Linked DNA regions of Mus musculus: regions 2, 3 and 4 are each linked to region 1. A link is a contact called in public Micro-C and promoter capture Hi-C data. All regions are on one chromosome and are shown on one strand. Each heading gives the region's core, a stretch centred on a gene start, on an enhancer-like site or on the middle of the called end of the contact. The rest is flanking DNA. Distances are from core to core; before and after follow the strand shown.

What was found. A called contact is a pair of places that touch in the nucleus more often than the background predicts. Capture Hi-C pulls out chosen DNA fragments and counts their contacts.
Region 2: a Micro-C map of embryonic stem cells shows a contact between it and region 1, with 3 times the contacts expected there. The contact joins the promoter of Dync1li2 here to the promoter of Bean1 in region 1. A contact is called at or near these places in 3 of 39 promoter capture datasets (embryonic stem cells, frontonasal cranial neural crest and pre-B cells), 1 of 484 Hi-C or Micro-C datasets (embryonic stem cells) and 3 of 9 other capture datasets (adipose tissue, embryonic stem cells and liver).
Region 3: a contact with region 1 is called in a promoter capture Hi-C map of adipose tissue. The contact joins the promoter of Nae1 here to the promoter of Bean1 in region 1. A contact is called at or near these places in 4 of 39 promoter capture datasets (the C10 cell line, cranial neural crest, frontonasal cranial neural crest and 1 more), 1 of 484 Hi-C or Micro-C datasets (embryonic stem cells), 2 of 115 datasets of contacts at active chromatin or transcription factors (bone marrow-derived macrophages and embryonic midbrain) and 3 of 9 other capture datasets (adipose tissue, embryonic stem cells and liver).
Region 4: a contact with region 1 is called in a promoter capture Hi-C map of adipose tissue. The contact joins the promoter of Terb1 here to the promoter of Bean1 in region 1. A contact is called at or near these places in 1 of 39 promoter capture datasets (neutrophils) and 2 of 9 other capture datasets (adipose tissue and liver).

Annotation. Positions count from the first base shown.
Region 1 is chr8:104,167,845-104,174,951 of GRCm38.p6, reverse strand. Bean1 (brain expressed, associated with Nedd4, 1) reads right to left here and starts at 4,439. Exons shown (of 5, transcript NM_001141924.1): 1 at 3,948-4,439.
Region 2 is chr8:104,439,895-104,446,294 of GRCm38.p6, reverse strand. Dync1li2 (dynein, cytoplasmic 1 light intermediate chain 2) reads left to right here and starts at 3,248. Exons shown (of 13, transcript NM_001013380.2): 1 at 3,248-3,600; 2 at 3,748-3,821; 3 at 5,705-5,821. The coding sequence starts at 3,494.
Region 3 is chr8:104,532,737-104,539,538 of GRCm38.p6, reverse strand. It overlaps Nae1 (NEDD8 activating enzyme E1 subunit 1), which reads left to right and starts at 4,902. Exons shown (of 20, transcript NM_144931.3): 1 at 4,902-5,027. The coding sequence starts at 4,975. It also overlaps a transcript of Car7 not described here.
Region 4 is chr8:104,506,494-104,512,890 of GRCm38.p6, reverse strand. Terb1 (telomere repeat binding bouquet formation protein 1) reads left to right here and starts at 3,004. Exons shown (of 20, transcript NM_180958.3): 1 at 3,004-3,089; 2 at 3,518-3,624; 3 at 5,045-5,101. The coding sequence starts at 5,071. Nae1 (NEDD8 activating enzyme E1 subunit 1) reads left to right here. Exons shown (of 20, transcript NM_144931.3): 20 at 1,624-1,863. The coding sequence ends at 1,733. It overlaps Gm22148 (a small nuclear RNA gene), which reads right to left and starts at 4,989; the gene lies at 4,883-4,989.

The DNA.
Region 1 (7,107 bases), core at 3,190-5,689:
TAATCTGCCTTTGAACTTTTGTTACTGAGAAGGTTTTCTTCTTCTTCTTTTTTTTTTTTTAAAGTTAACTTCCCATCTAAATAAGAAGTTTCCTTAAGATACTTGAAAAATAAATAACCTTTTCTGTGGTCTTTTATATAGGCCCTGAGTTACATCCTCCACACTCTCTGGACTCTAAACATCATTTTTATGTTTGTTACTAAGTAACCCAGGCTGACACTGAACTCACTCTGTAGCCCAGAGTTGCCATGAACCTGTGATTCCCTTGCCTCAGCCTCCAGAGTGGCTGGGATCACAGCTCGCATCCCCAGACCCCGTTAATCTTCATTCCTCTTAACATTCTTCAAGCTATCCACGATACTTATGCAAGTCTTTTTTTAAAAAATTCCTTATTATTTTACTTTGTGCATGTGTGTGTTTGCACTTGTATTCACATGTGCATGTGTGTGTACCTTGGGGGTCAGAAGAGGGCATCGGATCCCCTGGAGCAGGAGTTACAGGTGGCTGTGAGCCACCCAGGGTCGGTGCTGTCAGCCAAACTCGTTCGTCTTCCGGCAGAACAGCACCAGGAGCTCCCTAACCACTGAGCTATCTCCTTCAGCTCCCGAAGCAAGTCTTATTTGCTAAATATTTGAGGGACCAGTATCTCCCATACTATAATATTTTGTTTTTAATCGATCTGCACACTTGGCAAGGATAATAAAAATAGCAGACCTCCTGTATGACATGACAAGACATCTTATGATTTTGCAAAGCATACTGAACGTAGAATGCCGTTCTAGTCTCGGGAGACATCACAGTGAGTGATACTCCCGAGAGGGGGTAATGGAAAAGAAAGGGCTATGGATGTTGGAGGTGATAAATGCTCCGGAGAAAACTGAAGAGGTGTAGATAAGAGTGGGAGACTGCTCTTTTAAGTCAATTTGACTAAATGAGTTTGATAATTGTTTGAGTAGGGAGAAAAAAAAAGGAGCGTCTAAAAGTGTGATAGCCCACAGACCGTTAGCACCTTCATTTCCAGCTCTTAGACACAAAATCATTAATATCTCCATGGAGGAATAATCTTGATAACTAATTGCATGCCGCTGAAGTGAAAATGTGCTAATTATCAATTTCACAAACCCCGTGTAAAATTACGGATGAGTCTCAGTGATGTTACCTATTCTATACCCGACTTCAGTCCTTAACCTCAGGAGCTTCAGCATTGTGACCATCCGTGGGGGTGATTATAGGATGGTCCTGACCGCCCCCATTCCACCAGAATGCTCATGTCTTAGATCAAAGCAAAAGTGCTTGTGCTTACAAACTCCTGTGTGAGGGTGTTTACAACACAGGTACGGCAAAGGCTCCTGGCCAAGCTCCACTGGACACTACCATACGCCTTGTATGCACTATTTCTTTAGTCTTCATGACCATTCTGGCAGGTGTGCAATCAATATTCATCCCGTTTTCAAGACAACACTGAGGCTGCAAAGGGGTGGGGTGGGGGGGGAATGGGGCCCCTGCTCAGAATCAAATGCTATAAACCTGGCTGCTAGCTCCCAAGGGCTGTGCTGGCAGCCATAACTCTTATCTTGTGCTTACTTCCCAGGGGGGCAAGCCTCCCTGGCCTCAGTTTCCCTTTTAGAGGCTGTGAACAGATTGGTACCTTCCCGCTCCCTACCTCACGCTTGGCACTAGGCTTTCAAGAGCCGCTGATGTCCTCTGAGGGTGCTCAGCCTGTTGGTGCCAAAGACTCATGATTGTCCTGCATCTCCATCACCCTCCCTATCAGCTGTGCTCCAAATACTGAGCGGAGCGGCAGAACGAGCCTAATTAGCTTCGGATGGACTCCTCTGGGATGAGAAGCGGAGAGGATTATAGAAGATGCAGGGAATGGGGCACCCTAGTGAGTGAATGGGGGGGGGGTAGGTTACAAAAGAAGGAGAGAGGGACTTCTGGAGGGAAGAAACCCTAGGCAGCCATTCTGCCCAGCAACAGGTAGACACATTTCCTGATCTCATTCCAGTTCTGGGTAGGAGTGATGGGAGTGACGTCTGTTTTCTTTCCATCAATGCTCCTGGTTCCTTACAACCTCTGTGCCGCTCTGTGGATATGTGCTGCTCATATTTTTTCCTAAGCCCTAGGCATGCAACTGGGCTGCTCTAGGCCCCAACTGCTCAGACTCAGGAAGATCCTTCCCCAAAAACCTGCTAGCTCTTAAGTTCAAGTCATGCTGTCTGCCACCAGCTCCGGTTCCTTCACTAGGTTCATCATGGGGTCCTGTGACCTAAAGTAATGGCCTGGATAGTCAGCAAGGAATCTCAGTGGGCACCTCTGCGGCTCCTGGTAACCTCACTGTCCCATCGGCTGAGCATCCTGATACCTGTTGCAACCAACCATCACCTGTGGCTCACCCAAGTCAACCCACAGCGAGCAATCCTCTCTTCACCTAATCCAGAGTAGATCGAAGTGTGTAAATTCCTTTGTACAGAGTATGAACGCAATGTAGGAGGTCTCAAGTCTGGGGTGGCAAGTGCCAGCCAAAGGCAAAAAAAAAAAAAAGGTAGAGTGTCCCCTTTAGTCAGTGAGCCTCTTGAACCTGGACAGCAGCATAGGAAAGGTTTGGGTGGGGCAGAAGATGTCAGCACGCGCCTGCGAAAAAGGGAGAGGCTAAAGGAAAGTCTTGTTTTGCAAGGAGATGTCAGGAGATTCACAGGGAACCAAAGGCCGACGCAGAGGGTGAGAAAGATGGGAGCACCATGTCGCCTCACATCAAGCTCTCTTTGCCTCAGGAAACACCTGTGGCCAAATGCAGTCAATGGATAGACGTGTGTCAGGTTCCGCAGAAGACTCGTCTAACGATCTTCCATACATTTTTAGGTGAAGGAAACTGAGGCTCAGAGAAGTCAAGTGTCTTGCCTAAGGTCACACAGCTGGGAAATCAGCTAAAAGAGTGTCTCATGGCTCCAAAGACCCTGCACAGTCTACTAAACAGAATCATGCATACGTTTCAAAGAGGGAAACTGAGTCACTCAGTGGTGAAGTCATCTAGTAAGCAGTCCTTATCACTGAGGAGAGTCTAGAGGGCCGTCTGTTGGCCCTCAGGTGCACTTGGACTCTTAGAGTTCCCCGATTCTCTAGTATGTCACTTGTGCTCGTCCCTTCCCAGGCTGGGTTTGGCTGCCCATGCTGGCACAGGGGTGGCTGAGAAACGTAGCCCAGGGTCGATACTACGCACCTGTCCCTAGACTACAGAGCCCGAAGGACAACCAGGAAAGGAGGAAGCGGGGGGGGGGGCAAGGGTGGGCATTGCCGAGCTTGGGAAGGGGAGAGTGGCAGGTACCACTTAGTGCTGCGTAGTCAGAGGAACTGCCACCTCGGATTCAGCTTCGGGTCCTTTGCAAGGGACTGCACAGGAAAGTCTTCCTTATGAAGGGAGAGGGTAGGTGGGGGGAGCGGCAAGGATGCTCTTTCTATCCTAGGTAAGACAAAATGAGGCATGGTCCAAGTGACTGGGCCGTTGAATTGTCAAACTTCCTGGCTTAAGGTGGTGGGAGAGGGTTCAGGCTCAAACTCTGTAAAACCCCAGTCCCTCTCCTCTCACCCCAGACAAGAGTGTGCCCTAGTATCTTTTCTTGAGTGGACTGGTCAGCGACCCTCCAAACCGAGGGCACAGGGCTGGGGACCCTGTCATGGGCTTGCATCCCGGGAGGATACTCGTCTGAGACTCAGGCAGACCTCGGATTCCTCGCGTTTCCCCGGGGATTCGCGGGTCCCGGTGACCCTCTCGGGTGTGGGGAGGATGCGGGATCAGGAACCGCAGGAGTCTCGGGCAAACCGCTCAGTTCCTCGCGCGCTGAGGTTCCGCTCGGGACCACGTCCCCCGCCGCCCAGCGCGTCCCCAGCTGCGTGCATAAGCAGCGGTACCCCCGTCTGCGGCCCTCCCCGCGCCCCGCGCCCCTTACTCGGCTTGGCTGCGGCGCTCCGCTCCGTGCGCCGCAGTGCCGGCTCCAGCTTCGGCTCCAGCTCCGGTCCCGCTCGGGCTCCGGCTCCCGCTCGGATGCCGTGGCGCTCCGGCTGGGCTGGGGCGTCCCAGCCGCTTCGCCTGGGCCTGCTGTGCGTGCAGGGGCGGGGCGCACCGGCGGGGCCGGGCAGAACGGACCCGCGCCCTCGATCCGCGGGCAAACAGCCGCCGGCGGTCTCCGGGGCCCTGCCCTGCCCTGCCCTGCCCTGCAGCAGGAACAGCAGCCCCGCCCGTCCCTCCGTCGCGGTCCCCGCGCCGCCGCTCGTTCCACCGTCACCCTCTTGGGCCCTCCTCGGCGGCGGCGCGGCTCCCCGGTCTCAGCTCGGTGGCGCCACGGCCCGGGTCATTGCTGAGATGGGGACGCGGAGGAGGTGGGAGCGGCGAGCCGCGCCCCTCTGCGCACAGCCAGCCCGACACCCACACAGCGTCGGGCAGCGGGCAGGCGGGCGGGCGGGGCAGGGCGGCGGGGAGGCCGAGGGATGTAGGGAGGCCGGCACACCAGGAGGACTTGTGAAGGGTGGACAGACAGACACGTGCAGAGAAGGGTGAACCAACCATATGTCAGAGATGGACAGCCAGAAAGGTTGGACAGAGGCAAGAGCTAAGGGCAGAAGGCAGGGTAGAGGCAGCAGAAGGGACACAGGCTGCTGCTGGCCTTTGGTTTGGGCAGAGGAGCCCGTCAAGGCCACTGGTTCCCAGCTGTTCGAATTCTCTTCACGTAGGCTTGACCAAGGCCTTCAATTTGAGCTATCAGCAGGCTTATTTTCTTCTTCCCTTGCCCACCTGATGCCCTCTGTCCTGGTGCTCAGTCTTGGCAGATGCAAGCCTACCTTGGAAGATGCCTGGCTCAGGGGAGGGACCTGGGCTCCAGCTCCTTCCCTGTATGCACCCCACTTTGCGGCCTCTGGCATGCCGCAGCCCATTCCTAGGCCTGTTATTATTACAAGGTCTCTGCTTATCGCACATTTAAATATGCTGGTGTGCTCTACAGTTACTGGTAGAATCACTTGGAACATTTACTCATCAGGGAGAGTCCCTCAGGGCTGATACATCTTAGTGAGACTGCAGGGGTCTGTCCAGGGTGACAGTTGGTAAATCTGACCAGGGAATCCATAAATTGAGTTGTTGCCAACCCTCTCCAAGCCCTTACTTTATTGATGAGGGAGCTGAGGTTTGAAGAAGGAAGGACACCTGAAACTCTGACGCCTGCCACTGGCTGGAAGGCAGTTCTTGAAAATAAAACATGATGACAAAGAGTTGAACATGTTGATGATAAAAACCTTGGGGAAGCAGAGGAGCCCTGGGGACCTTGTGGAAGAGACTTGAGCCAGCTGCAGGCGCCAACTGGGAGGTGGGGACAAAACAGCCTCCAGGAGAAAGCAGAAGGCTTTGTACCTCAGCTTTGCTAGGTGTGGAGAGTCAGGGTTAGAGCCCCTCCCAGCCTCTGTGGGCAACCGTTCATTTGGGACTCAGCATCCTTGACTGGCTTCCCTTCTGAACACATAGAGGGGTTGATCTCAGCTCACTGGGTCTGTTTTGGGGGTTGGGGGGGGGGAAGCTTGAGCCGTTTGAGCAGCGAGGTCAGAAAAGGCTTGGGTGGGCCCGTTGTCCAAACCCAGACATTTCATTTATTTTGTGGACAAACAAAAGACCAGGATAGGTCCAAACCAGGGAGCTAGGACTAGAGGCCACAGCTCTGCCCACTGCACCAAGACTGGCCATGACTCAATGAACAGACATCAGTTGATCCAGACAAATCTTCCAGCTGTTGAGTGGTCACTCTTTGGCAGGCCTGAGTGTCTATGTGTTTTAGGGGTGTGGGGTCATGGCTCACTTTGAGTGGGAAGACACAGCCCTAAAGAGTTCATTGCTCTATGCCCTTTTATCTGAGTATCTCTGGTCTGAGAAACCTGTGCCTCCGAACAAAAAGTGGGGGTGTGATGGTTTGTATATGCTTGGCCCAGGGAGTGGCCTTGTTGGAATAGGTGTGTCACTGTGGGCATGTTGATGATAAATCCTTGGGGAAGCAGAGGAGCGGTGGAAGCTTAAGTCCCTTGTCGTAGCTGCCTGGAAGTCAGTGTTCCACTAGCTACCTTCAGATGAAAATGTAGAACTCTCAGCTCAGCCTGCACCATGCCTCCCTGGATGCTGCCATGTTTCCACCTTTATGATAATGGACCGGACCTCTGAACCTGTGGGAAGCCACATGTGCCGTTGCTGAGTGGCACTGACTACTGCTGGCCACCACGCATAAGATTGGACAAACAACCAATGTGTACATATGCAGTAAAGTCTTTTGCAAAGACACTGCCTGGCCCAGGCATGATAATGAGGTTCTGTAAGGTACTGAGAGTATAACCAATCAGATGTGAGACATGCAAATGAGGTATGATAATGAGGTTCTATAAGGTACTGAGAGTATAACCAATCAGATGTGAGACATGCAAACCAGGCATGATAATGAGGTTCTGTAAGGTACTGAGAGTATAACCAATCAGATGAGGAACATGCAAATGAGGCTTAGTACATAACCAATCCGGGTGTGAGACACGCCCCTCCTAGGCCTATAAAAGCAGCACTAGTTCTGGGCTCGAGGTCTTTCGCCTCTACAATCAAGCTCTCCCAATAAACGTGTGCAGAAGGATCCTGTTGCAGTGTCGTTCTTCCTGGCCAGTTGAGCGCTTGCAAGATGAACCTGTAAGTCAGCCCCAATTAAATGTTGTCCTTATAAGAGTTGCCTTGGTCATGCTTGGTGTCTGTTCACAGTGCAAAACCCTAACAAAGACAACGGTTTCAAGTGGAGTTGGACTGTGACTGCTTGCCGCCGTCTCTGTATCTCTACCCATTCACAGATTCATATGAGTGTAGGATTCAAGGAAAACACCAGAGAAAGTAGAAGGTAAAACCACCCACTCTAATACTGTATTTTCTTTCTCTTAAAAAAAAAATAAAGTCATATAACTTAAATAGAAGGAGCTTGCTGAGTGTGGCCTCTCTCCTCACCTGTGTCAGTGTGAATAGCTGCCCAGCACTGTACTTGAGGGTCATGCTGGATTTTCTTGAATTGTTTCTCTACTGGTGGACATCTAGCCTGTTTCCCT
Region 2 (6,400 bases), core at 1,999-4,498, 270 kb before region 1:
GGTGTTTTGCAGTGTCTCTCTCACTTCTCCCTCCTGTTCTTCCACATTTTCCCCTTTATGCTAATGAGTCATAACTACTTCATGCAAAGCATGAGTGTAGTCACTGCTCTGATGAGTGTAGTCATTGCTGGGCCTGTTATTGTCTATTCATAATATATGGCCTGAGAAGGGACTCCAGTTCTCTGCTAGACAAAATTTTATGAACCTAATTTCGATGTTTTTTTGACATTCTATGGGACCAACTTTCCAATCATAATTAATATAGTTAAACCTTTTTACATTAGAATTGGAGTAATTTTGAAATAAGTCCTGTCCTGTTGGGCTTGTTTGTAATCTTATGTAGCTCAGGCTGACCTTGCACTCAGTATATAGCTTAGAATGACCTTCTCTGGTTTTGCTTATTGATTTGTTATGTGTATAGCATACATATACAGATCTGGGGCTTGGCTCTAGAACACTGTGTTTCCCAGTCACCACTGAGTACAGCACCAGCCTCAGTTTTGTTTTTGAGACAGTCTCTCACTATGTAACCTAGGCTGGTTTTGAACCATTATCCCCCTGCCTTAGCTTCTTCACAAGTGTTGGGATTACAGGTTTCTGCCACCACACCCAGTTTGTGAGATGCTAGAAACATAACTGTGCACCACACTCTGTCAAGTGAGTGGTATCTCCAGCCCATGGTATGGTCTCGTTGTTAAACCCTACTATAGGACTTTAAGAATGCCTGTTAAGTTTCTGATTTCGTTAGATTTAGTCTGTGCTGTTTGCCATCCAGTATTTTTGGAAACACTGCTGTTTCTGTGCGCTCTCCTCGAGTCACAGATAGCAACTGAATTGCCTGTGACAGGCTCTAGCATCTCTGGTAGCCCCTCCTCTCCATCTCAGGCCAGCCTCCTCTCCACCTCAGGCCAACCTCCTCTTTGTTCAGACGTGGTCTCATGCAGACCAGACTGGCCTTGAATTCAAGCTCTCCCTCTCTCGGCCTCCCCAGTGCTAAGGTTTTAGACTTGTGCCACCACACTGGGTGGCTTTAACAAGCATCAGTGCTATCACCCAGCCTTTATTTTTAACCTTCTTTTGTTATGAATTGTCAAATTCTCTGTTGAGATTTGCATTCCCTATGTCTGCACCATCCTCCCCCCTGATATTCTGGCAAGAAAAGAAAGCTACTATATGCATTTGTATCTGGTGCTATCTATCTTCTCGTTTTGGAACAGGTCACATTAGAGAATTTGTGTTCAATTAGAGTCATCAGAGAGGAAGGAGCCTCCCTAGAGGAAATACCTCCATAAGATCCAGCTGTAGGGCATTTTCTCAATGATCTATGGGGAAGAGCCCAGCCCATTGTGGGTGCTACCATCCCTGGGCTGGTGGTCCTGGTGGGGATTTAGCTCACTGGCCCAGAGTGTTCAACTCTAGTGTCCTGTTATGACTTCCAATCTTGCTTGCTCTTCCCTCCCATTTTCCTTTTTCCAGTTTACATTCAAGTTGGCAAACTACATGCCCATTGTTGCATCCTTTAATTTATGCTGCTAATTTTTAGCTGAACCAGAATCACTGTATTTTTCAACTGAAACCTACTTAAGTGATTGCTTTTCCTGCCATATCACATTTCCTTATGGTATTTATCAACACCTTGTAAAGTTACCCTGCTTCCTTAGAGAACAGCAAAAGGCCATACCTAAAGTTACCCCTGATCAGCACAAACCTGTCTTTCTTTTCTCCATTACTTCTCCCCTTTTACATCCAGTCTCCCCACTACCTTCTCCACTCAAGAAAAGCAGTCACAGCTGCTTGTTCTGCTGTGAAATATTGACTCTCTGAAAAATAGGATTTAAAAAAGCAAAAAAAACAGAAACCTTGCAGGGCAGTGGGGGCACTCCTAGCCCTCCAAAGGCAGAGGCAGGTGGATCTCCGAGTTCAAGGCCAGCCTGGCCTACAGAGTAAGTTCGAAGACAGCAAGGGCTACACAGAGAAACCCTGTCTCAAACAACAACAACAACAATAAAATTGGTAAAGCAAAGCCAAAAGTATTGTTAACTGTGGTGGTAAAAATCATTCACAGTTTAATAAAGTCTACAAAGGAGGAGATGAAAAACAACATTCTGAGGATTTGTGATAAACTTTCAATGAGCATCCTGAAAATTAAGCCATATAATAGTTGAAGAAACATGGCTGGAGAGATGGCTCAGCGGTTAAGAGCATTAACTACTCTTCCAAAGGACCTGGGTTCAATTCCCAGTACCCACAGGGCAGCTCACAACCATCTGTAATCCCAGTTACAAGGGGTTCAGACACTCTCTTCTGCCCTCCACAGGCATTGCATACACATAGTGGACAGATATGCAAGCAGACAAAGCACCTATACACATTTAATAAAAGTAAAACTAAAAGAGTAATGACTGGAAGTGGCAGGATACCACCTCTAGAACTGGGTCTTGGGGCTGTTTTGAGACAGGGTATCTTAGGGTTAGTGCTGTGATGAAATACCATGACCAAAAGCAAGTTGGGAAGGAAAGAGTTTATTTCATCTTACCCTTCCAGATCATAATCCATCATTGGAGGAAGTCAGGACAGGGTCTCAAGCAGGGCTAAAACCTGGGGGCAGGAACCGATGCAGAGGCCATGGAGGGGTGCTGCTTACTGGCTTGCTCAGCCAGCCCAGGCATGGCACCACCCACAATGGCATTTCTTCAATTGAGCTTCCTTCTTCCCTGATGACTCTAATTGACACACAAAACTAGCCGGCACACAGGGTCTCACTATGTAGCCCTGGCTACCCTCGAACTTGCTATGTAGACCAGGATGGCTTCAAATGTATAGAGTTCCTCCCGCCTCTGCCTCCTGAATGCTGGGATTAAAGGCGTGTGACACCATGTGCAACCATTTTAAAATTAATTTTTTTGAAGTAGGCTCTCACATAGCTCATGCTCAACTTAAACTTACCAAGTAGTCTAAGACTTCTGATCCCTCCCCCTCCCCCCCTCCCCGCCCCCACCAGCTGCCCATTGCTGGTATGACAGGACATGCAAATATCTATGTCCAGTCATTTTTTTGTGGATCTTCGTTCATGTTTGGCCCATTTTCTTTTAAACTTCTGAGCTGTAGTTTCCTCACCTCACTTATTAAGAATTAAACAAGATTCAATGAGATCGCTTTATAAATATGGTTGTCTAGCTTGAGTTCATTCCAAAGCTTGGACTTGCCGCATCAGAGGCTGCCCTGCAGGGGTCGCCAGCGCGCTCTCGGTCTGGTGGCGTCCGCGGCTCCACCTCCCGCGTAAGGCTGTCCGGCTGGCTGCCTGACCCAGCAACGTCCCTAGCTGCGGCGATCCCACGTCCCGCAGACGCACGAGGACACCGCGGGCCCGTCGGGACGCGCTGGATAACGGAGCTTCTGCGGCGTTGCGGGCGGGCAGCGCGGCCCGGCCGGGGTCCTTGCGGGTCCTCGGCGGGCCCGGGGGAGGGCCCTCTTTGTGGCTGCAGTTGGCAAGATGGCGCCGGTGGGGGTGGAGAAGAAGCTGCTGCTGGGTCCCAACGGGCCCGCAGTGGCGGCCGCCGGCGACCTGACAAGTGAAGAGGAGGAAGGCCAGAGTCTATGGTGAGGAGCGTATAGAGCCGCAGATGGCGCGGCCGGACCGGGAGCGGGCCGGAGCGGGCAGGACCGTGGGCAGACATTGATGGGCAGTCGTGGGCCGAGCGGTCCTAGGCGGTCCCGCGCTGACCACTCTTGTCATTGTCGCCGCAGGTCTTCGATCTTGAGCGAAGTGTCCACCCGTGCCAGGTCCAAGCTGCCGTCCGGCAAAAACATTCTGGTGTTCGGTGAGCAGCGGGGTACTGCCCTGGGGCGCAGGGGTGGGTCAGGCGGCGCCCCTCCCACTGGTTCCCAGGCTTCTCCACCCTTAGCGCCTGCTTGTCGCTTGCCTGCCTGGGAGGGCACCCTGGACTCTGGCAGGGTAGCTGCTGAGTCTCCAAGCCCACACCTCTACTGACCCCCTAGAATGCAGCTCCGTTTGGAGTCCAGTGATGTGATGTGGGCTTGGGGCATTGGGGCACATTCCTTCAGTCTTTTGGCTGAGCCTTCTTCAGCCTTGACTCGGTTCATCGGTTAGCCTTGTGCTCACCAAGTTGAGGATGTGGAGGAAGGAAAAAGAGGATGTGCAGGCTGGATGGAGAAGATGAGGGAAGTAGGTGACCTGGACTGGGAAACTGAGGAGATGGACGAAGTCTTTTCTTCAGTCTTCATGGGCAGGCAGCAGAGCTTGGGAGTCAGCCCCAGGAACTTTCTTGCATAAATCCTGCCCTCACTGCTGGGTTGCCCAGTCAGTCATTTAACCTCTCTGGCTTCAGTTATCTCCTTCAAATGAAAGGGATTATATGCGTTCACCTGCAATGCTGTTTGTAGAGTAGGAAATGAGGGCTGAGCAGTGGGACAGTACAGACAGTCTTAGACACCCTGAAAGAATCCCAGTGGAGCCGAGGCAGATGTGTGCGTGGTTGCATCGCATCTCTCATGTCAAGAGCAGACTGCTGTGGGCGCATCACACTGCTTGATGTGTTGAGAGAGCGCTTGTGGAATCAGGTATCTTGAAGGGTAATTGCCTAGGTGCAAGCACATCAAGATAGTAGGGTGAATCGTTTGGGCACTGTCAAAAGCCTTTTTTTTTTTTTTTTTTTTTTTTTTTGCAATAGAGGATAAAGATGAGGTCAGATCATGAAAGTCTGGAGGACTAATCGGCTTTCCTGGAGACTCCTGATTTTCAGATTTTTATCTTCTTCCACCCTTCCCCAAGCCTTATGGAAATGACTGCATGGTGATGTCCGTGTGTTTCTCTCATCCAATGGCCAGGGTGGTAGGTTATAGCCAGGTCTGTGCTTTAGGGAGATAACTCAGGCTTCCTGGGGCCAGCTAGGTCAGAATGAACAGGAGCTGAGGTCATGCTGACAGGCGCTCTTCCAGGCCCCGGGTGGATTGTGGCCCTCGTGAAAAGGGTGAGCATTGTGGAGGAAGGAAGATCCTCGTGGACTGCCTTTCCTTTCTTATGTTCTCAGATTCCATAGTGTTGAATCCAAGGATGCCCAGAGATGTTTGGTAATGGTTCTCGTTCAGGTTTAGAGTGCATCTAGATGAGGGGGTGGCTATAGCTAATCCTAGGGAGATGAGAAAGCACTTGCTACTGAGACTGTACTTAGGAGCTTCACCTAGGTCGGTAACCCTCCCCCTCCCCCGTTTCCAAGCCTTTAGGGTGCTTGTGAAGTTGTTCTACAAATCAAATGTGTGTAAATTACATAAGCGTCATGCCTTGAGGCAGAGCCAGGTTTTTATTTTAGTGTTCCTAGACTTTTGGGGTTAGTTGTGTTTTGAAGAGTTCTTGTGGCGAAGATTTATTTTTGTGGGAAACTAGCCTCATCTCTCTGACTTTCACTTCTCTGGGATGTAGGTAGAGCTGGTGAGTTTGCCCTGTTCCTTCCCTTGTGAAATGAAGAGAATTGCAGCAGAAGGTCATTTGCCATCTTGGGTTGGCTGTCTCTGCCAGTCACTCTTAAAAGCAGGTCTCCTTTGTTGATGAGAGCGAGTGAGAGAGACCTTAACAGGCATGTTTGAGATTTCTGGTTGTTCCTTATTGTGTTGGTGTTATGACTGGCTGTCTTTGCGCAGAGCGATACATGGTATACTTTTGTCTTCTTGCAAATGTCATTTGTAGGTGAAGATGGTTCTGGTAAGACAACTCTCATGACCAAACTCCAAGGAGCAGAACACGGCAAAAAAGGAAGAGGCTTAGAGTATCTTTACCTCAGCGTTCATGATGAGGACCGGGACGGTGAGTGACCATTACTCCATCGGAAGGTAACATGTAGGGCTCTGACTCCTACGTGTCCAGGCACACTCAGCTTTCTGGTACACCCAAAGACAGTGGGTGAAATGTATGTCATTTGCAAGACTTTAGTCACTTTTATTTGTTTTTTGTTTTGGTTTTTTTGAGACAGGTTCTCTAGTGGCCCTGACTGGCCTGGAACTCACTACCTAGACCAGGCTGGCCTTGACCGCTCAAGAGATATTACTCTGTAATGCTCCTTTATAATTTTTCAGGTTCAGCTGTAGAATAGTTATTGGTGCCTGAGTCTTAGATGAAGTGTATTGGCTCATTTTCATTTTTTCCTGTTTGCTTTTGTCCATTTAAATACTAGTGATCGTGATGTTAGGGCGTTTTTATAACACGTTCTCCTACTTCCTTATTGTTAAATTGAAGAAGATAAACTAAAAGCCGCTCTAACACCTGAACTCTGCTATCTCTGAGAGCTGTGTGGTAGAGGACATGGAGGCTCTTGCTCAAGCTTGGGCACCTCATGTGCTAATTGAGATCTCCAGGGATCTTATCCCTGCTCCCTTGACTTCATCT
Region 3 (6,802 bases), core at 3,653-6,152, 360 kb before region 1:
CATCTCATCTACCTGGCTCCCCTACATGTCTGACTCTCTCAATTTCCTCTTCCAGGTCCCTAGATAAAGATATTTCATTAATGGATAGCTCGTCAGCTGAGCTGACCTCAGTGATTTGCTAGTCCTGGAAAGTTGCCCTCTTTGACCCAAGAGCAGAAAGGGGCTCTCCATACAGATCTGACTTCAGGGTAGGAGTAGAAGACTCAAGCTCCAGGTATAGGGGGTGATCAGCAACCATAGAGATTCCTACAATATTTGTTTGCTGTTTGTTTGAGACACAGTGTCTCTCTGTAACCCTGGCTGTCCTGGAACTGGCTCTGTGGACCAGGTTAGACTTCAACTCAAAGATCTGTCTGCCTCTGTCTCCCAAGTGCTGGGATTAAAGGCGTGTGTCCTCACATCTGGCAATTCCAACATTACTGAAGCTCCAGATCTCCAAGCCAGAAACACCACCCACAGTTTGGCAAGGCAGTTGCCTTCAGGGCACATGTAGAGTTCTGTTGCCTGCGGTGAATCGGATACTCTTCCCCTGAAAGAGCTACAGTGCCCTTCAGGATCTTTGGATGGTACAGATTGGCATCTGTCGTCCCTTCCTCTTCACAGTAATTGAGACCTTTTCTATATGTATTTATAATAATTAAAGAATAAAGTGGGTGGCTGGATGGCTCAGTAGTTAAGAACACTCATGCTTGCCCAGGACCTGGGTTTGGTCCCCAGCTCTGACGTGGTAGCTCACAACTGTCTCTAACTCAGTTTGGAGATCCAACATCCTCTTCTGACTCTTTCAGGCACCAGACAAGCAAGTGTATATATACACATACTTGGAGGCAAAATACTCACACACAAAATATGAAACGAAGTAAAATGAAATCGTCTTTAAAAAGAATAAAGTTGGAGGCAGGGGGCTAGAGAAATGAATCAGCAGTTAAGAACACGTGTGGCTCTCGAAAAGAGCCCAGGTCAGATCCATTACTCTCACATGGTGGCTCGAAACTCTCTGTCACTCCAATTCCAAGTAACCTGACACCCTCTTCTGGCTTCCTCTGGCACCAGACATGCAAATGGTGCGCAGACATACATGCAGGCAAAACACTCATACTAAAAGAAAAGTTAAAAAAAAAAAAAAAGGAAGAAAACTGGAATTCTTCACATCAACATGCATTCGGTATCATCTGCATAGTACCCCTGGGAGAGAGATTTACAGCCCATTTTGCAGATGAGGATAGCAAGGCTCAGAGTTGAGTGATGTGGGACAAAGATACACAGTGAATGACAGCAGAGATGAAGATCCCAGCTGCTGGGTTCCTCACTCCCGCCCTTTGAAATCACAGCAAGGGGGAAAGTGGATTTCACATTTGTTTCTCATTTGTATGGGCATATGCAAGGGAGAACATTGTGTAGATTCTAGGGAGGAGACTGGAGATGAGAAGGGTGGAGGGGGATACAAAATTACAGTGGAAAGAACATTTATGAATTCCTTCTCTGTGCCTGAAAGGATTAGCGTATATACAATGTATTACACCAAGCGAAAGATCCAATTCTTTCTCTTCTGCTGCCATTCCCAGTAATTTTCTGCTAGTGCTGGGACTTTAGGCAAGTATGAGAATGACATCTGTCCTTTCAAGTGAAACCCCAGTGGCCCCAGCAGCCCACTCAGATCAACTAGGGGGAGACTGTCCCCCATCGGGACACCTCCAGGTTCAGTTACGTGCTCTCTTTAAAGCTGAATTGATTTCTTTGCTTAAGAGTTTACTTTTTGGTCTCAAAGACATCAGTGGTACAGGGGATAAGGGATGTGGGAGGATGAGAGAGGGCTGAAGGGAGAGAGTGTGGGCAGCTTGTAAAGCCATGTCTCACTTGTCACATAACCTTGACCAGGTCTCACTTTCCTTCTCCAAAGTACAGTGGTTTGGCTCTAAAAGAGAGTGAGGGGTTGCCCCAAATTTGCCCATCTTTCAGGGATCTCTGTGGACACATATTGAAACAGCAGATGTCCAGTTCCACACCGACAGGCAGAACAATGCCTCCACCTCACTCCTTGCTATATATAGAGGACTTGTGGGCTAGGCTGGAATCCTTACTTTTAGTACTAAAAAGAAGTTCTTAGATTTGATCCCTAGCAACACACACACACACACACACACACACACACACACACACCACATACAGTTCCACTTCAAGTTTGAGTGTATGTGTATACATATGGTGTGAAATAATGAGCCTGGATTTGCAGACAGAGATAGGCCAGATAGATGCTGTTCACACTCCCAGGATCACTGGCTGTGTGACCTGGAGCAAACAGCTTCCCCTCTTCACATCTGAATTTGCACTTCCTTTAGTTATTAATCTATAAGATAGGATTAGAGAGCCTGGGAGGCTGAAGGGGTGGTCAGATGAGATGGTAAACTAGGACTTCTGGTACCCAGGTGACAGCACACACATAAATAAAAGTAAGTAAATGCAGAGGGAGTCTTTTCCTTTATCCTTTCGTTCAACACACATTTATCAAATACTTTGTAAATGTTAAGCGGGGAGCCAGTTGTGAGGGATGTGACTTCAAACATTATGGACTGCTGTTGCCTCAGGCTGCTTGTGAGGTTAGGGAGAGGCACGAATCAGCCAACGAGTACCTTTGAGAAAGGCAAAGGTGACAAGGGCAGCCAGGGAAGGCTGGAGGTCACACAGCACAATATATATATATATATATATATATATATATATATATATATATATTTTTTTTTTTTTTTCTCTCTAGGCTGGTCTCTCGTAGGTTACAGGCTGTCCTCAGCTTCTCCCCAAACTATAGATCCAATGTCTCCGGATAGAGATCAGTAAGGATGGATGAAATAACAGACTTGAACTGGGTCTGACTAGAAATGTCAGAGTATTTTTTTTTCTAATTCTTACATTGGGCTATTTACCTCCCCCAATCCAAGCCTATTTCTTCTCTCTGTGTGAAGCAGGTTGAGCATGTCAAACCCTTTAAATACTCGTCTTTTCTGTAAAACACTATAAAAGTTTTGCTTACAAAAGGGAATTAAAAATCATTTTGCCACCCCACGTTGTGACCCCATCCCCTCACACATGGGGTAAAGCTTGCTCCTACAAAGGCCCTGCTTCATTCTTTTCTCTTTTCTTTTTTTTTTTTAAAGATTTCTTTTTAAAATTTATTTATATGAATACACTGCAGTTGTCTTCAGACACACCAGAAGAGGGCATCAGATCCCATGACAGATGGTTGTAAACCATCACGTGGTTGCTGGGAATTGAACTCAGGACCTCTAGAAGAACAGTCAGTGCTCCTAACTGCTGAGCCATCTCTCCATCTCCCCTGCTTCATTCTTTTAACCGAAGTGACTACAGCGATAACCTCTTTAATTTTTCTTCCCCTTTTCTTTCATTTCCTTTGCACCCATTCTTTTAAAGGGCTGGGGAGAAGGCTCAGCAATTAAGAGCACTTGTTCTGCGGAGGATCCAAGTTCAGTTCCCACAGTGAATATTTCACAACCTCACACATACATTTAAGAATAAGTTTTCCTCAAAGGAGAGGTGGCAAGATGGCTCAGCAAGCTGGAAGATTTGGGCTTATCCCTCGAACCTGTGTTGAAGAGGACGAGAAGTGACTTCTGCAAATGGTCCTCTGTCCTCCACGAGTGCATGATGGCATTCTTGCACACACACCAATCAATAAACATTAAAAAGTTGTAAGAAGTGCATGCTCTGAGGTATCCTTGTCCACTTACTAACAACTGAATGCTTCTCAAAATCACACAGTCGCAGGCAGTACAGCACCCTCGGCCCCTGATGTTGTTGTTTCCAATTACATTTGTCCATCTTTCCTTTCCTGGGGCCAAGGTGTATGCAAGGCTATGTAGTGAACTTTCACTTTCACTTTTGACCTTCTCACATTCCCTGGGTGTATTTTATATCGCTCACGTTTCACCTGTCTAACTGGAGAGGGAATGTGACAACTGACAGACATGCACAAGCACATAATGAGCTGGGAACGCCTAACGCCCCTTTTCTCCCATCAGTTGGGTTCCATAGGGGTTGGGGGAGGGAGGTCACAGCAGGGTGTCCCCTCACCTTGTGTCCTAACACTGTGCCCAGGGGAAGTGCATTTGTTAGCACTGCAATATTACTGTCAAATGGAGCCGTCTCTTTGGTCCCTCACCCCACAAGGCTGGAAGGATTTTATGTGTGGATGTACACTCATCATGTGCTGGGATAATAATCTCAGGACGTGCAAGTGCATCTGGCAATCATGAATCTGGAGACTCCTCTAGGATTTGGGATAGAGGAAAGCAATTCTTACTTGTCAGCAAGCCTCTTCTTCCCTCTTGTCCTCAACTTGCTCATAAGCTCCTTCCTTAGCATCGGCCACCAAGGGACAGTCATCCTGTGTCACATGAATCGATGATAGCTTTAATTTCCTCCTTGTTCATGGGCTTCACAGGCAACTCTGGCTGCTTCTCAGACACCCTCCCGTCCCCCAAGTCCACTTCTCATTTGTCTCCTGATGCCGTTTCATCTCGTTCAAAACCCCCTTTCCCTTGCGTCACCACGGGGAACAATTCTTGGAGGGAAGCCGTGGGGTGGGGCCCCTCTGTCTACCCATCAGGGTAGCTTCTCTATATAGAATACTATATACAAGTATGCTGGTGTATTGTTCCTCTTGGAGGAGTCTCAGGAACGGTGAACTCACCCAGAAGAGGACTAAGGTTTATCAGTGATAAGGATTATCACTCGATTTAAAAGTCGGAGTTCTCCACAATTACTGCAGGTAGAGAGAGAGAAACATTCTGTGGAACTCAACCTCAGGTTTCCCCCGGCTTCCCAGTGACGCGTGCGCAGTGCAGCGTCGGCGCCCCCTACTGGCTGCGCGCTGGAGGAGGGCGCTTAGTGCGCCTGCGTGAGGCCGAGTGGGTGGCGGCCTCCTTAGGCGGCTTTGCTGTTCGCGGGCCAGGCGCGGCCATGGCGCAGCCAGGGAAGATACTCAAGGAGCAAAAGTACGACCGGCAGCTGAGGTGAGCCGGGGTTTACGAGTGAGCAAGCCGGCCAGGCTGGCGGGCTCTCCTGACACCCGCGGGGCCTAAGTGCCTAGGCCGGGTAGGCCGGCCTCCCACGGGCCTGCGGCTGCGGCCGGCCGTGCAGGGCGTGGGGAGCCGGCGCTCTGGGATCCGGCCACTGGCCCGAGTGTTCGGCGAAGGCCGGCTCGCCCCTTCCCGCACGGCTGGCTGTCCGCGGTTTGCGGTGCGCGGTGTCTCCGCCAACCCACTGGGCTGCACAGTCTCGGCAGGCCCTCCCTACTCGTTCGCTAAACGAGGGGGGTGGGAGCACCCCATCCTGCCCGACCGCCGAGCGCTGCGCCCCGGCAGGTATTGGTCTACGCCCGCGCTGGCCAATAGAAATGCGTCATGCTAGCTTTATCGGAGCAAACCGTGTTCGTAATTACACATTTTCCAGTAGGCACCTTTCAAATAAAGTTAAAAGAAGCTAGACATGGTAATCCCAAGGACTTGAGAAGCAGAGGCAGGTGGATCGGAAACTGAAAGCCAGCCTGGCCTCCATTGGAAGACCTTGGGAACCGGGAGAATAAAGAGACAGGAAAATAAGTTTTGCTACTAGTTCTCCCCACCCCTCTCGTTTATATAGAGACATGGTCTTAAGTAGGCCAGTCTTGAACTCAAGCGCCTACGTCCCAGGTCTCAAGTGCTGAGATTGAAGATGCTCACTGCCCAGCCAGACTCAAAAATAAGTTTTTGCTCCCCCACCCCACCCCTTTTTTTTTTTTTTTTTGTCTTTTACCTTTGAGTGGCCGCCTGGACTTGCAATGTAGAGCAGACTGCGCTCAGACTTGATGCAATCCTTCTGCCTCTTTTTCCCCAACAGCTGAGATTATAAGTGTGGACTATTACACCCGGTTTATGAAGTATTGAGGCTGGAACTCTGGACATCATGCCTGCTTGCCAAATTGAGCTACATTCCCCAATCCCAGAATCAAATTTGACAGTGTTTATCTAACCTAGTATTCCAAAACATTACAATTTCAACGTAATTATTGTTAAAATTACCAAGCTATTTTTGTTGTTGTTGTTCACAGAGTCTTATAAATCAGGTATCATACACATTTTAAAAATGTCTTAATTCATGCCAGCTGCATTTCTAGTACTCAGAAACCATTTGGACAGGGCACATCTAAACCATCCGGTGGATTCTTTAGCTATTTCTCCTTCCTTGTCTCTTCCCACCTTCTTCCTTTCTTATTGAGTATACTCTGTGTCAGCTAAGTGTATCAAAGTGTTGCCATCCCCTCGCCTCTCTTAATCTCAAGAGAACTTACCCTGTGTCCCTAAGGATGGAGGTTTCTCTTTGTATTGACTACCTAGCTCTTACTCTCCCAGAGACGTAGGTACTTAGTTCTGAGAATCCTTGAAGGCAGACGGTCTTTGATACTGGATAGGGAAACTAAGTCTTGTAAAAGTTAGGTTAATTTGCCCAGAGTTAGACATGTTTCCAGCTTGGGGCCACCTGGCTTTTTCAGACTCATCCTTTGTCCCAAGCTTCTAGAGAGAGAAACAAGGTAGCAGAGCCCTTGTAACTACTCTGAGTTCTTGTGGACTCGTAGTTCTGTGTTTGGGTGGAGGTAGAAGGGAAGGCAACAAAGCTGAGAAGATACTTAATGTTCCTAGGGACTGGAAGAGGATTCTTACTGAGTTATTCCTTAAAGGGCTGCATTTTATCTGTCAAAACAAGAACTGCTTTTTGCTGTAGGCAGGTCAGAAGGAAGCAGAAACAAAGT
Region 4 (6,397 bases), core at 1,755-4,254, 340 kb before region 1:
TTCTTTTCCTGAGACATGCCCTAGGTCTTTGCACCTCAGGGCCCAGTGAAAACCTGCCATTTCTTTCATAAAACTCCCTTTATCACTTTGCTCTAGTTTAGTTAGACACTGTAACTGTACCATAGATTGGACCTTATAAACATCAGAAATGTATTTCTTACGGGTTTCAAAGATTCAGATGCCAGCATAGTGAGAGGCTGTAGAGATCTCACTGCCTGTCTCATTCATGGTGGTTTTCTCACTTTGCTCTCACATATAAAAAGAAACCTGCAGGATCTCCTTTATAAGGGCATGAATCTATTTGTGCAGGTTCTAATCACTTCCCAGAAGCCCCACCTAATACCATTGCACGGAGTGTCCACATGTTAATGACAGGGAGAAGGAGTACAAACATGAAGCAAATAATACCTTTTTAAAAATGACTCTCCTGCCTATTGCCTCCCATAGCCTGAGCTGTGTGCTTATGATCGATTCCTTTCTAGACGTTGAAGGCAGATCCAGTTTGAGGAGTAGTCTGTTCAGAATGCTGCTAGTGATGGAGTCCTAAGAAAACTGTACTTTAAGCAAACACAAATTAAAGCCTGATTCTGGATAATTTATGTAAATAAAATCATTCTTTCATGTCTAAATAGTAAATTCATAGGAAAGGGCAAATTATTACTTATTTACATAGGCCAGATTCTAAGAGACACAATCAGAGAGGCCTAACGAGTGTAGGTAGGTCTTTAGTTTTATGTGTTTTGTTATGATTATGAACGTAATTCTCTGAGGCTTCCCCTATATAAACATGAGCCATTCCTCTGTACTAGTCCTTCTTTTCTTCTTTATCATAGCACAAAGTCTTCTACATACTATATGCTGTATTTATTTGTAAGCTATCCTTTCTCTTGCTGTTAAACAGAAAGACCCAAGGTAGCAAGCAGCAGATCTTTTTGTTTCTTGCACCTCTGCTACATCTATGGTGCCTGAGAGATTTGGTGATAGTACAGGTTTAAGTCCACAGCCTCAGTATGTAGAAAGAAGCTGCCTCAGTTTAGAAAAGATTCTTTTTTTCTTGGTGGAATTTCACTGTCTCTTTGTGTTTCAAGTACCTTACAGGAGCTCTGTAGTATTCAGTGTGGGTTTGACCCTGAATAATAATAATTATTATCTTTTATTTTGTTATGACTCAAAATATGTTTGTTTGGGATTTTAAACAGCTTGGCTTTATGTTTTTTGTTTGTTTTGTCTTTTGTACTCATCTGTATCTGTGGTGTATTCTATATAGCATAGATCTCATATACACCAGGCTGACCTCCAATTCCATTTGTAACTCAGACTGGCCATGAGCTCATAATCATCTTGCCTCTACATCCCCAGTCTGATGAATAGAGTCATCCGTTACCACCACACCCAACTCTTTTTTTTTTTTTTTTTGAGACAAGTGTCTTCACTGTATATCCTTGGCCAGCCTAGAACACACTATGTTGAGCAGGCTGGCTTTGAACTCACAGAGATCCACCAGTCTTTGTCTCCTTAGTACTGGGATTAAAAGCATGCACCGTCAGGCCCAGTCTGGTATATATTACTTAACTCTTAAAATTTATTCTTTTCAAACATTTACTTCTCTCCTTTTTCCAACAGGAGCTGCTGCTCAAGAAGTTATCAAAATAATCACCAAACAATTCGTAATTTTTAATAATACTTATATTTATAGTGGTATGTCACAAACTTCTGCAACTTTCCAGTTGTAGAATAAGCACCATGTGTAATATGTTAATGGTTGGAACTGTAATTGTCTTCATATTGTGCTTTGGTTTGTAAAAATCTGTTAAAGGACGGAAGTTAAATTGTTTCCTTAATAAAAGTTTTTCTCATTTGTAATATAGTCTTGTTGTCTGGAATGGTGGGGAGAATGGGGAGAAAACAGAACAAAAGCCAGCTCTTTGTATAGTTAGTTAATGCTGGATTGCTATTTTACAGTTACATATCGTAGATATGTCTGTTTCACTAACAAGAGTAAAAAATTAATTATCTTAATGAACTTAAGATGTGGATTTTAGCTGTGGACATTTTAAGATCATTACTTATTTAAAGTAGAACTTTTAAAGAAGCATTTCGGAGCTTTATCAGGACAAAACCATTCCCTTGTGCTGTCGTCATTCATTATATATACCTAAAGGTTTGTCACTATACCTGTGTATTGAATTTTATGGGCTTGCCCCATCCCTAAATTTCTTTTTATTGAATAATATATTGGAATAATAGCATTTAGCAGCTTGTTAGATGGGAAGGAAAGTTCCTGAAGGTGAGGAAAAGTAACAAACTAGAAATCCAAACTGGGAGGCCGAATGTGTGTGTGTGATTCGTTATCCTAAGGCCCTAAATTGCCTGCTATAGAACAGTTCTCAAAGGCAGTCTCCTATGTGAGAACCTGGGTTATAGCTGACAAGAGGCGAGGGAGGGGGCTCATAGGGATTTTATTTCTTGAAAACCTGTATCATTCTTGCTTGGCTGTGTCATCAAGTGACTTTGTCAGAGCAGGAACTGCCCTCTGACAGTACTTCCATCTCCCAACACTCCCATGGGAAGAGTTCTGTTGGGACGTATGACAGGACTAAATTATAGGGCACACCTTGAACACATTTAAGACTCAGAGCTCTGGGCTCTTGGGTCTACTCAATGAGAAGCTGGCTTGGCCAGAACCAAAAACTAAGGATTTTGGAGTTCACCCAGGGAGGGTGTCCAGTCAACGGAATGCCCAGTGCAACCAAAGAAAGCCTGGCGTCAGGCAAGGTCAAGGAGGGAGCAAAGACCCTTCCGAGACGCAAGTCCTAAATACTAAGTTATATTACCCTCATCATGTCACTTTCTCCCATCTAAAACCTGGCATCCCGCACTGATCACCTTCTGCCCACTGATGGCTCTACAGCTGCGAAGGGCTAAGCCCAGTGGGACAGGTGTGCGGCCGGAAGTCCCGCCCAGCGGATGTGAGCCTGGCTGGCGCGCGGGCGTGGGAAACCCAGTCAGGCGTCGTGGTCTAGGCTGCCACAGGGACGAGCTGGTGTGGGCCTGACAGGGGCTCTGGGTTCCAGGGTGGAGAGGCCAAGGTCTCGGCTTCCCGCCTTCCGGTGGTCGGCTCCTGGGGCGGAGCTGTGGTGGCGGGCGTGGCCCGCTTCCCTGGCTCACCTGAGGAGGTGGATTGAGCTGAGGGCAGGGGCTTCCCTGAGCTGGCGCCAGGCCCACGACCTGTGAGGGGGAAAAGGTCGTCCCCATCTGCCCAGTCGGGCGGCTGTGTGCGTCCGGGCTGCTCCCCGGGATCCCGGGGCGGGGAAAGCGGCGGCCCCCACGGGGGATTCGGTTTGGGAGGAAGAGGACGGGAGCGCGTGCCCAGCAGCAGCTGACGCTGGGAACTGGGCGATTGCTCCTGGGAGGTCCGCCGGAGCCGGGCTCGGGAGGCGTGCATGGTGCCCCGCGGAGAGCAGTAGAGGAAAGTCGTGGGCCTGCCTGCCCTCCTCACAGGCGTTCCTTCTTCCAGCTCTTTAGGTGAGCCAGGCCTCCGGAGCCTGGAGCGAGAGCGAGGGAGCCATAACCCACGGAAAGACGGTGGACCCGGAGGCTGGGAATCCCGGGCGAGCCGTGAGGGTGTGCGCCCCATATCCTATCCATCCAGTACAGCAACTGGTTCCTGGGACCCTCTATTCCCTGGGACCTGAATGGCTTATGTCACACTCGGAGCAGAAAAGTTGATAGTGCACGTTACGTGCTTGCCTTTCTGCTCCCGTTAGAGGGTGCCTTCCACAGTGTAGGATTCCAAGGCGGACGGACAACTTACAAGTGGAAGTGAATGCTAGGATTTTCATCTCTGCCAGCCCCACCCAGGAAGATATTTTTGTCTCTCTTGGGGGAAGGGAGATATGTAGAATTTTTCCCCCCACAAAGCTTTTGATGTGACCAATTTTAGAGTAGCGAATTTCAGGGGCTGACCTAGTGTTTAATGATAGACTCTACCTTGAGTCCCATACCCAGGATGAAAGAGGTGTGCAGAACACTAATCAACTAGTTTTCTTATTTATGTTCTCTAATAGTCTTCCTAGTAACGTTTGCACCTGACCTTGTTGGTTTGGAGAGTAAATTAAGTAAACCCTTTAAGGATGGTGTGTCCTGTTATGTAAAAACTTACCCCCGCCCCGTGAGATCAGGGTAAAAAAAATTTACAATCTCATTGTTAGTGATGATTTGTACCCACAAAACTACTGAAAACATTTCGTAATTGCTTGAGTGGGAACATACTTTTGACTTGGGAAGTGAGCTATTTTTATAATATTATATAAAATATTTTTATATTTTTAAGTATCATTTTGTAATTTTTTTTTTTTTTCTGAGACAGGGTTTTTCTGTGTAGCCCAGGCTGTCCTGGAACTCATTCTGTAGACCAGGCTGGCCTTGAACTCAGAAATCCTGCCTGCCTCTGCCTCCCAAGTGCTGGGACATTTTATAATTATTTAACCTTTTGAAAATGACATTTATTTATTTATTTTAATGACATCTATTTGTGTGTGTATGTGAATGTACATGTATGTGCATGCATGTACGGGTTAGCACATGTGTGGTTAGAAGTTAACCAATGAGAGTCTGTTTTTGCTTACAATGTAGATCCCAGGGATTGTCCCTCTTGAGTTTGTGAGGGGTTTTGTTTGTTTGCTTGTTGGTTTTGAGAGAGTTTTTTTTTAGCTCCTGCTCCCCCCCCCCCCCCCCCGGCCCCTTGCCCTTTCTTTTCTGGAACTTTAAATGTAGCTCAGAATGGCTTCAAACTCAGGACTCTTCTTCCACTCCCTTTCCTGCCTGAATATTACAGACATGCACCGTCATGCCCAGAATATTTCATTCCTTAAATTTTTTTAAACAAGTGGACTGCTTCATGAATTTGTGTCTCATTCCTATGAAGGAGCTGTGCTAATCTTCTCTGTAGCATTCCTATTTTAGTATATGTGCTGTTGAAACAAGCATATGGGCCAGAATATTTCTTAGAAGCTGATCTAACTAAAAATGCCCTATCTTATAGATGAAATATAAGGGAAAAAGACAAGCATGGAAAGTGAGAAGCCAAAGAAAACACAAGGTGAGAATCCATGAAACATGTAGTTACATTAGTTTTATGTATTTTATAGTTGTATAATTGTGGGTATATTCATGCATGTATGTTTGTGAGATATATATATATATATATATATATATATATACACACACACACACATACATATATCACAAACATCTAGAAAACAAAAGAATCATTCATCAACTTACATATGTTCTGACATTATTCTGAGAGGACACGAACAAACATCTACTTACCCCAGATAGGGATTTTTCAACAGACCAAAGTAAGGATACCACCAAATCCAACTTGGTAAGCCAGTAAGCTTACTGGAGCTACATACAAAGCATGTGAATGAAGAGTTATTTACAGAAACAGAAATGACTCAGGCAGCTGTATCATCAGAAGCCTACCCCAGCTCATGAAAGCGGGGAACCTGGAACACATAGCACAACCTGCAAGCAGCTGTTAAGGTTGGAAAGTATCTCTTCCAGGCAGCTCAGTTGTTCTCTGTCTTTTCCAGGCAGTTTAGTTGGTCTGAGCCTTTTCGAAGCAATTCTTTTGGTCTGAGAGTACTCCTCAGCAGTCCTTACCTCTTATATATGAGGAGGGAGGGGCCCAGCATGTCAGATTAGCGTCAGGGACTTCCTTAAGCTTCTAAGTGGTCTACTTCCTAACTGTTAAGGAGCCTTGTCTTGGTTTGGTTTTGTTTTGTTTTGTTTTGTTTTGTTTTGTTTTGTTTTGTTTTGTTGGAGATAGGGTCTCTTAATGTAGTTTTGCCTGACCTTAAACTCACTATGTAGACCAGGCTGGCTTTGAATTCCCAGAGGTCCTTCTGCCTTTGCCTCCCTAATGCAGGGATTAAAGGTATGCACCACCATCCTGGGTCTTAATGAGCTTCCTTGCCGGGCGTGATGGCGCACGCCTTTAATCCCAGCACTCGGGGTGCAGAGGCAGGTGGATTTCTGAGTTCGAGGCTAGCCTGGTCTACAGAGTGAGTTCCAGGACAGCCAGGGCTACACAGAGAAACCCTGTCTCGGAAAAAAAAAAAAGAGCTTCCTTGCAAGATGATATATATTAACTTAAAGGAAAATAATATACCACAGCATACATTGTGAACACCTGCTTTGTGCCTGCCTTAGTGTTTTACTTCTGTGAACAGATACCATGACCAAGGCAACTTTTATAAGGATAGCATTTAATTGGGACTGGCTTACAGGTTCAGAGGTTCAGTCCATTATCATCAAAGTGAGAACATGGCAGCATCCAGGCAGGCATGGTGCAAGAGGAGCTGAGGGTTCTACATCTTGTTCTGAAGGC